2 separate regions of the Ovis aries genome follow, and region 1 is linked to region 2. Evidence: chromatin contacts called from public Hi-C data. All regions are on one chromosome and are shown on one strand. Each heading gives the region's core, a stretch centred on a gene start, on an enhancer-like site or on the middle of the called end of the contact. The rest is flanking DNA. Distances are from core to core; before and after follow the strand shown. Region 1 overlaps ARHGEF3 (Rho guanine nucleotide exchange factor 3). Region 2 holds the start of ARHGEF3 (Rho guanine nucleotide exchange factor 3).

What was found. Hi-C and Micro-C count contacts between places; a contact is called where the count stands out from the background.
Region 1: a Hi-C map of tail adipose tissue shows a contact between it and region 2, with 2.5 times the contacts expected there. The contact joins the enhancer-like site here to the promoter of ARHGEF3 in region 2. A contact is called at or near these places in 3 of 16 Hi-C or Micro-C datasets (hypothalamus, skin fibroblasts and tail adipose tissue).

The regions. Positions count from the first base shown.
Region 1 is chr19:44,168,362-44,172,783 of ARS-UI_Ramb_v3.0, forward strand. The region is part of intron 2 of ARHGEF3 (Rho guanine nucleotide exchange factor 3); the gene reads left to right. Among named protein-coding and RNA genes, the nearest start is that of ARHGEF3, 66 kb to the left of the region's middle. Within about 2 kb of position 1,415, at least 34 of the 54 cell types and tissues checked have an H3K27ac peak or open chromatin away from gene starts, as enhancers often do. A contact at or near this core is called in hypothalamus and tail adipose tissue, where this site is marked.
Region 2 is chr19:44,102,835-44,106,740 of ARS-UI_Ramb_v3.0, forward strand. ARHGEF3 (Rho guanine nucleotide exchange factor 3) reads left to right here and starts at 2,033. Exons shown (of 13, transcript XM_042236047.1): 1 at 2,033-2,324.

The DNA of each region.
Region 1 (4,422 bases), core at 165-2,664, 65 kb after region 2:
TTGGGTCCCTGGACTGACAGTGTTAGAATTGCTGGCAGGCTGGGATATATGTCCCCTGCTTTACGGAGCCCCACGTAATAGATTGTTTGTACTGGTTCTTGTGAGGTATTTTGATTTCAAAGCTTATTCAAAGTGTTCCAGTTGAAGTGAAAAATGAAAAAGTTGAGCAATATGTTAAAGGAACAAAATAATGCAGACTTATGAACTCGAGTCCCCAGCTTAAATGTTCACAGGGCATCGGCTTGGGGTGGTTCATTCCCTTTTCTGGGAACTCTTTCTGTTTCCTAGTTTCTGCCTCCTATGGGTAATGTGGGTCCACTGTGGCCAGGTCTGCTGATATCCCAAGAGAATCCAGAATTTGGGATTTTAAAGTAAAATCTCTAAATTCTCAAGAGCCCTCCAGATTTTGAAATGTTGGCAATTAATTAGAAAAAAAAATTAAACAAGTCTGGTGGGCTGGAACTGAAAAGCCACCAGCACTCAGGGGACTTGAGAGATGCTGTGCTGACGTCTTTGACGGGTTTACAGAGGAGGAAACCCACGTCCAGAGAGAAGTGACTCGTCCATGGTCCCAGAGCTGGATTTGAATCCAGATCTCTGGGGTCCCCATCATAGGCCTTTTTCTCCCAGTGCTGTCTGGAGTCTCTTTCTGGTTGGCTTCCAAGAAGGCCATCGAGTCAAGTTTTACCACAGGTGTCAGCATCATCCAGGCTCAACCAAGGAGCTAGCAGAGAAACCTCAGGGAGAAAGCTCCCCAGGAACATGAACCCTCTCCCCGACTCGCTTGGCGCTCATGCATTCCCAGAAGGGGCTGTTCTTGGCAGGGCCTCCTCCTCAGGTTCATCCTCCTGCAAAGTGTATAGATTTAGTTTTGCTGAAGTTTGATCTATTCTCAGAGTGTGCATCCAGTATGGCTCAACAGAGACTTTTCTGCCGAAGAATCTATGCAGTGTAAAATATTTTGGAGATCTCAGCCTGCATGAAGCTAGGCTAGGATAAGCCCCCAGGTCTCAGGCCAATTTCGCCTTGTCCTCTGGCCAGCAAAGACCAGGCTGCCCTTGGACCGTGGTATCCCACCCCAGCTGCCCAGCAGAGCAGCCCTGCTGGGATAAGGTGATGAGAAATTCACCATTGCTAAATGGCTGGTGTGACCATATGACTCTCTGACCAAAGAACTCAGAAACGAGTGTTTGCTGTTACACAGGAGGGGGGGGGGGGTCTTGAGGCGCATGGATTCATTCATGTGCTGCTCAGTCTGCTCATGAAAAAGATGTTTTATTTTTGCAAGTTATTGCAGCGTGAACCCCAAACACCAAAGCCAGTCTCTTAAAAGAACTTGATCAGGATCCAGGAGCAGCCGTCAGGCCCTGAGAGGGTGACTCATGAGTAGTGAGTTCCCGGAACACACCCATCCCCGGCCAGCTCAGAAGAGGCTGAGAGGGGGAGGTGAATGTGAAGGGTTGGGGCAGGCGCTGCCGGCATGGCCTCTATTCTCTGAAAACAATGCGTGTTGCAATCAGAGCATCCATCGCCTGTGAGCACCCATGATTTTACAACTAGGACGTTCTGCAGAAAACCATTCTGGCTGGCTGTTCTCTTCTAGAAGGCCAAGCGGTCGCTGTGCAAGCCCCATCATGGAGCAGACAAAATCGGTTCTGGCTCAGTGTCCACAGGAGCCACGTGCCATGGAAGCACGTCTGTGGCTGCCTTTCCTTCTGGGCTTTTGGAAGTTTCTGAACCCAGTGTGATCTGTGGGTCTCAACCACAGAAACAACTGGTTTTTCAGGCTGTTGAGAAGCCCTGTGACTTATGAGGATGAAATATGGAGTAACTGATCCCCAGCTCCAGCCCCTAAAGTTCTAGAACACACTGAGAATTCATGTAAATCGGCAGTTTTATTTATGAACCTTCTCTAGATGAATCCAGTACATGCAGAGAAGCCTACAAATAACCCATGTGGCTCTCATGTACTGAACACGCCTTTGCAGTCAGCAGCAGCCAGATCAAGAAACACAACATGACTGGTGCCTGGCATTCCTTGTGTTCCCTCTACAGCGGGAATCACATCCTGACTTCTTAGTATACATGGAATCACCAGGATGTGAGGCCAGTGGTTTTGAACTTAGAGAGTCTGAAACAAGTTGATGCCATAAAGTTGAAGGAAAAATCAGCCAGGGAGGGTTGTTCTCTGAAGGTCAGGAGGAAGATTGTTGTGGTGTTGAGAGTCTGGGGGCAGTGTTGCTTAATTGCCTGGGATGGAGATGGGTGTGTGGGCCCATCTTTGAGAGGAAGGGGGCACAGGGAAATCGAGACCATGTCAGGGGGTTTGTCAGCAGCAGGCAGAACACTGGCGAGGTGGTAGGTACCACTGATACAGAGCCAATCCTTAAAGGCTTGATTGTTCAGGACGTATTAGCAGCCCTTGAGGGGAGGAGTGGCATCTTGAATGGCAGCCAGAGAGAAGTGCCATGTGTCGGTACTGATAGAAATCTGATCATCTCCGGATGCCGCCTGGCAGCCTGTGGGCTCTTGAGAGCTGTTTGTAGATGGCCTGGAAGATGTCTGTGACAGTGGAGCCTGGAGGATGCAGCTCTGCCCACCGAGCTCCTTGTTTCTTGGCCGAAGGTGTGGGGTTGCTGCAAGGGAAGCCCTGAGCCACTGTGATGGTTTGTTTAAAAACAACTGCAATCTGTCTCATCAGTGTGCGGGTTCCATGTTACTTCATGCCGGTGCTTGACACCAACAGCTGGGAGCTCCCCTGGCAGGTGGGCATAGCTGGGCTTCTTCATGATTTGCTCTCACATTACTTGAATGTGCCGCTGGGGTGGTTTCTATATATACATTTGCTTTGTGCGGCTCAAGGAAGCAGGGAAGGTGGCAGGTCCTTTTAAAAATGGTTCCTGTGCATCCATGGTTCATTCGACATTTATTAAGCACCAACTGTGCACCATGTGCTGGGGATGATTTTATTTTCAGTCACTGGGGTGATGAGTGTTCCAGGTGAGTTATTTATTGGTTTGAGGGCTTTATGTTGTACATCCATCTCTCCTGACCCGTGTTTCTTTTCTCACGTTCTACCAAGAAATTAATCCCAAATGAGATGATATATGTAAAGGGCTTGGTACACTGGATAATTTTTGGTAAGTAAATCTGAGGGGTTAGTTTTATTCTAGGGCCCACAGTCTTCTGTTTACATGTCAAGTTGAGTAGGCCTTGTGCTGGGTGCTATAAACATCACCCTTTACCTTTTATGTATTAGAGAACAGAGCCTCATGGAGGTGGTGCCCTCGCTCCTTGAAGGACCTGGTTTGCAGCTTCAGATCTTCACCCTCAGCTGCTCTACAGGGTCGAATGCAGTCTGGGTACAGAGCTGGTGGGACAGGAGGGACAGGCTGTCGAGCAGTTGGAAGGCAGGTCCTGATCACAGGGCTTCCCTGGGACTCTGTGATCCATGTGGGGGCTTCCCTGTTGTGCAGGGTACAGTTTACCTTGGTAACTTTCCTCTAGCCTTGTAATCCCATTTAACTAGTTGTGTGAGGGTGGGGACAGGTGACACTCAGGTGACAGGTGGGTTACGGCAAACACTTCCTGTTGAAGTTAGCGTTTGCCTCCTGGGGCTCTTGTTCTGCTCTGCTGCTTACTGGCTGTGGTTGTGGGCAAGTTTCTAGACCCTCTGTGCCTCAATTTGCTTATCTATCAAGTAGAGTTAATATTAGTACCTCTGATGTAGGGTTGATACGATAATCAGGATTAAGTATTCAATAAATACTCACCTTGGGCTTCCCTGGTGGTTCAGTAGTGAAGACCCCCCCTGACAATGTAGAAGATGTGAGTTTGATCCCTGGGTCAAGAAGATCCCCTGGAGAAGGAAATGGCAATCCACTCAAGTACTCTTGCCTGGAGAATCCCATGGACAGAGAAGCCTGGCAGGGCTATAGTCCGTGGGGTCACAAAAAGACTGAGTGACTGACTGTGTATGCTTCAGTCAGGTCCGACTCTTTGCAACCCCATGGACGGTAGCCCGGCCAGGCTCCTCTGTCCATGGGATTCTCCAGGCAAGAGTACTGGAGTGGGTTGCCATACTCTCCTCCAGGGGATCTTCCCGACCCAGGGATTGAACCTGTGTTTCCTGCATCTTCTGTATCGCAGGCAGATTCTTTACCGCTGAGCCACAGACTAAATAACAACAACAAGTACTCATACCGTTTCTCTATATTTATTCCTGGATATTCCCATCTCCCAAATTCTGTGTGTTTCATGTATTAAAATCAACAGAAGCTGAGTCATTTTGCCCAATAGTGAAGCTTAAAACTTTGGCCTTATACATTCTGCATTTTAGGAAGGGTTGGACTTCTTTGGGGAATTTTAAAAGAACATCATATAAAGAGGGACTTCCCTAGTGGCTCAGACCGTAAAGCGTCT
Region 2 (3,906 bases), core at 783-3,282:
TCAAGGTCTAGTGTGTCACCTTGGCCATCTGGGCCCCTTTCCATGGGCTTCCACAAGTGTGCCCTGTGTTCTCCCACCTCTGGGCTTCCACGTCTGTCCTCCCCAGTCCTGTCGCCCCACGTCGCACAGGAAGCCTTCCCATGCTTGAATCTGTGCCAGCACTTCCCCTGTGTGTCTCTCACCACATCCTGCTCCCTAACCTGCCCAGTGATGGCTCTGACTGTTCCCACATTAGCTGTGAGCTCCATGGGGTCAGGGACTATGTCCTTCTGTCTTGTGACAAAGTCACTGCTGAGGTTCAGAGTCTGGCATGGTCTGGGGCATGTAGCAGACGCTCCAATCATTAAATGGAATCTAATGGAAATAGAAATTTTATGTGGGACAGCGCCGCCTGAGTAGAGCACCAGGTGTTGACTTGTGGGGCCGCAGTGCCTGCTGAGCTCTGGGTTGCTGAGGGAGTGGAACCCCTTTATTATTACCTAAAAAACATTGCTGGCTGTAGTAAGTGCTCTTCCACCCTGCGGAGGAGGGAGAGGAACAAAAGAGGTTTGGAAGAAAAGGTTGAGGACTGGGGATCTGGATATAGGTTTTGGCCTTGGAAATGGAGTCCTGGACAGGGTGTGTGATCCTTACACAGGAAAGGGATGGGTTGTGAGGCACTGGGTTTGGGATCAAGGTGTGGTGGAATGAAGTGGAATTGTAGTTGGAATGAAAGTTCCTTTGCTCAACATTGGTCAGTGTCTGGCCCAGAAGGTGGGCTGTGGGCTAGGAAGAGGTCACACAGCCCTAGGAGGCTGAGTGCCTGCAAAGAAGAGACAGGAGTTTGCAATAAAGGAAGTCTCAGCTGTGCCAGATGAAGGTCTGAATGGTGGCGACAGGTGTGTGGGGGGTTGGTGCCTGGGCTGGGAGATCTACATCCCAGTGGCTGCTGCCAGGGCAGGTCCCTCCTGGGAAGGCCTCAACATCCCCCTCCCCGTTGTGAGGTGAAATGAGGGGGTGGGGATTAGAGCTCGCCCCATGGAGAGAGTGAGGAGGTCCACTCAGAGCCTGATCCTCCGTTTACTGGAGGTATGGCTGCAGAGAAACTTAGCCCTGGAACTGGTGCTTTCTCCTCTGACCTGGGGCTGGCTTCACCTTCCTAAGCTTCAGCTCCTGAGACGGCCCACTCAAGCCCTACACCTCACAAGGCAAGTAGATCAAGCACCTGAAGCCCTCGCCAGGCACATGAAAGCAGCTGATGAACTTTTTCTTTTTTATCATGGTTTGTGCTTTCCTAAGAGCTCATAACTAGTGCGTAGGGACTTTTTTTTATTCCTGACTTTATGGGGTCCTGAGGACTGGAAGAATTTAATCTGTTGAATGGATGAATGAGTACAGAAAATGCTTTTAGTATGTAGATTCTCATGTCTATTTCGGCACGAAAGACTCAGGCCACACTGCTGGCTGCTGCTCTTTCAAGTTCAGCATCCGCCCACAAACGTATTTCCTGAGAACCTGCTGGGCGCGCGGGGATTCGTCCTTATTCTTACTCCCACAGTCGGGGAAAGTGAGGCTCGGGCAGGACCAGACACGCCCAAGGTCAGCCTGGTAGGCGAGGCTGGGGCTCCAAGCGCCTGACCCGGGCCCTCGCCCGCCCGGGCAGCTCGTGCTGCCCATGGCTCGGGAGTCGCCACAGTATCCCGTTGGGACACAGATCCCCCGAGCTGTCCTCGGGGGAACGGGATTCGGCAGGCTGCGCACCCTTTCCCGGACCCAGTAAATTATCTCCCAAATAGGTGCTGGGCATGCCCCGGGGGCCAGGTCTCCCCTTCTCCTTCCCCAGCCTTCCCTGGGACCCCAACAGGGTGCGGAATGGGAAGTGCTGAGCAGCGGCCAAGTGTAACTGAGTCCGAGCTCCCCGCCACCCGGCCTGGCGCCTGCTGGGGTCCCCGGCCCGCCTCCCGCCCACGTGGCCGGCCCGGCCTCTCCGCCCCCGGCCCGGCCCCGCCCCGCCCCGGGGAGCCGCCCCCGTAGCCGCCGCTGCCAGAGTCTTAGCGGCGGTTCGCGCCGCAGCCCCGCGGGTCGAGCCGGTGCTGGGAGCGGAGGTAAGTGTGGGCGGCTGGCCTGAAGCCTCGCTACCCGGCTAGACCTTCCCCGGCTGGAGACCCTGCTAGACACCCTGGGGCGGGAGGCTTTCCCGGGCTGGTTCCTCTCCACCTTCACCCACCAAGCCGGAGCTAGACCCCACCTCCAAGCCGCCCTCGTTCCATCCCGGTGCCCGCGGCAGAGTGTGCGCTCCTGGCTCCGCGCTCCCTGAACGCTCAGGGGAACCCTGGACGGCACAGGTAGGCAGTGCCACCACCAGCCCCGACCGGCCGCCGCTCCGCGGGAGACCCTGACTCCGATCCCCTGGTAGCTCTTGGGCTAAAAGTTCCCGGACCCACTTCCGGGGAGGGAGATCCACCTGTCTTGGGGTGCAGCCCCTTTCCCTCGGCGTGTCTTCCCGTTGGGCGCTGTTTGTCGGAACTCGCGGGACTACCAGTCACTTCGCGGCGGGGAACCCGGCTTTGGGCGCGCGGGGCGGTGGCTGCGGTTTCGGTCCCACTCGGGCCCGCGTGCTCGTTGCTGCTTAAACTAAGCGGCTCGAGGATCCAGGGAGGAGCAGGGGGAGGCGGACACCATGGGGTTAAGGCGAACTTCTCGTAGCCAGAGAGGGGCAGGCGTCTTCCGAGTATGGGAGTTTCTACTGAGTCGAGTTCCCGTGGGCTCTGCCACGAGGAAGAACCGCGCTTGCCTTATCAGCGGCCTCATCAAAGGTTTATACGTTGATGAAACTGAGTGGCTTGTTCCTCGAGGGCTCTCACTCCGTTTAATGCCTAAACCAGGCTTGCCTCCAGCACTGGGCAAGGATGCGACAACTGCCAAATGGTGGTTGTCTTGGGTGAAGTAGCAGAAAATTATTTTTAAGCAGTTCATGCACTGCCCAGGTGTTAGCACCTTCTACCCTGGGTGCGGAAGAGTTTTGCTGGGTCTGGGTGTCAGCTGCAAGTTACTTCACCTGCTCATGCCTCAGTGTCCTCATCTGTAGAGTGGAAATGATAACAGTACAAACCCTAAAAGGTTGTGTGAGATTAAATTTTTTATTGTAGTGCCTGGTACAGGCTAAGTTCTCCCTCGGTTAACTGTCCTTCTTGTTACTATTTTGACTGATATTAACAGAGCACCCCCATCCCTAACTAACTTCACTGTGAGCTAGGTGAGCAAGCTCTGCGCACTTCCCTGTTTCCTGATAAAGACCTGAATTATTTACACAGTAGCCGTGGTGTCCCCTTCCACCTTGAAACACTTGGGCTTTGCATTAACACTTTCTATGCTTAAGCAGCCTTGTGTGAAATGTTATCTCAGAATGTGAAATTAGAGATGACCTTTGTCAAGGACAATCCTGGAAAATGTGGTCTTGGACCTTCTCTGGAGGCTCTGGGGTGTTGTGGGATGTTTCCCTCACTGGAGTGTAGTGGGTAAGGTTTCATTAGGACCCCTTCAGGCCTTGGTCCCTCTGACAGGCTGACATCTATCAGAGCTAGAAGAGGTAGTGTGGGAGTCTCTTTATGGGTCTGAGGGCCTGATCTTGCCCCCTCTCTTTCTTTTACTCACCTCTAAGCTTGTCCATTCCATCAGTGGGGCGCTCCTGGGCTGAACCAGTTTAGTTTTTTCTTTTGGCAGTGGTAACCAGACAGACATTCTTAACCTGGGGCTCTAAGAACCTTCTGAAATACACCTGAGGTGCTTGGAGCACAGGTGTGTATTTTTTCAGAGGGTTCTCTTTACATTGTATTCTACAAAAGGCCCGCATCCCCCAAATGTGGGCCCTGAACACCAGGTGGGAAGATGGGAGTTATGGTCCCCTATATAAGACAGGCCCACTTT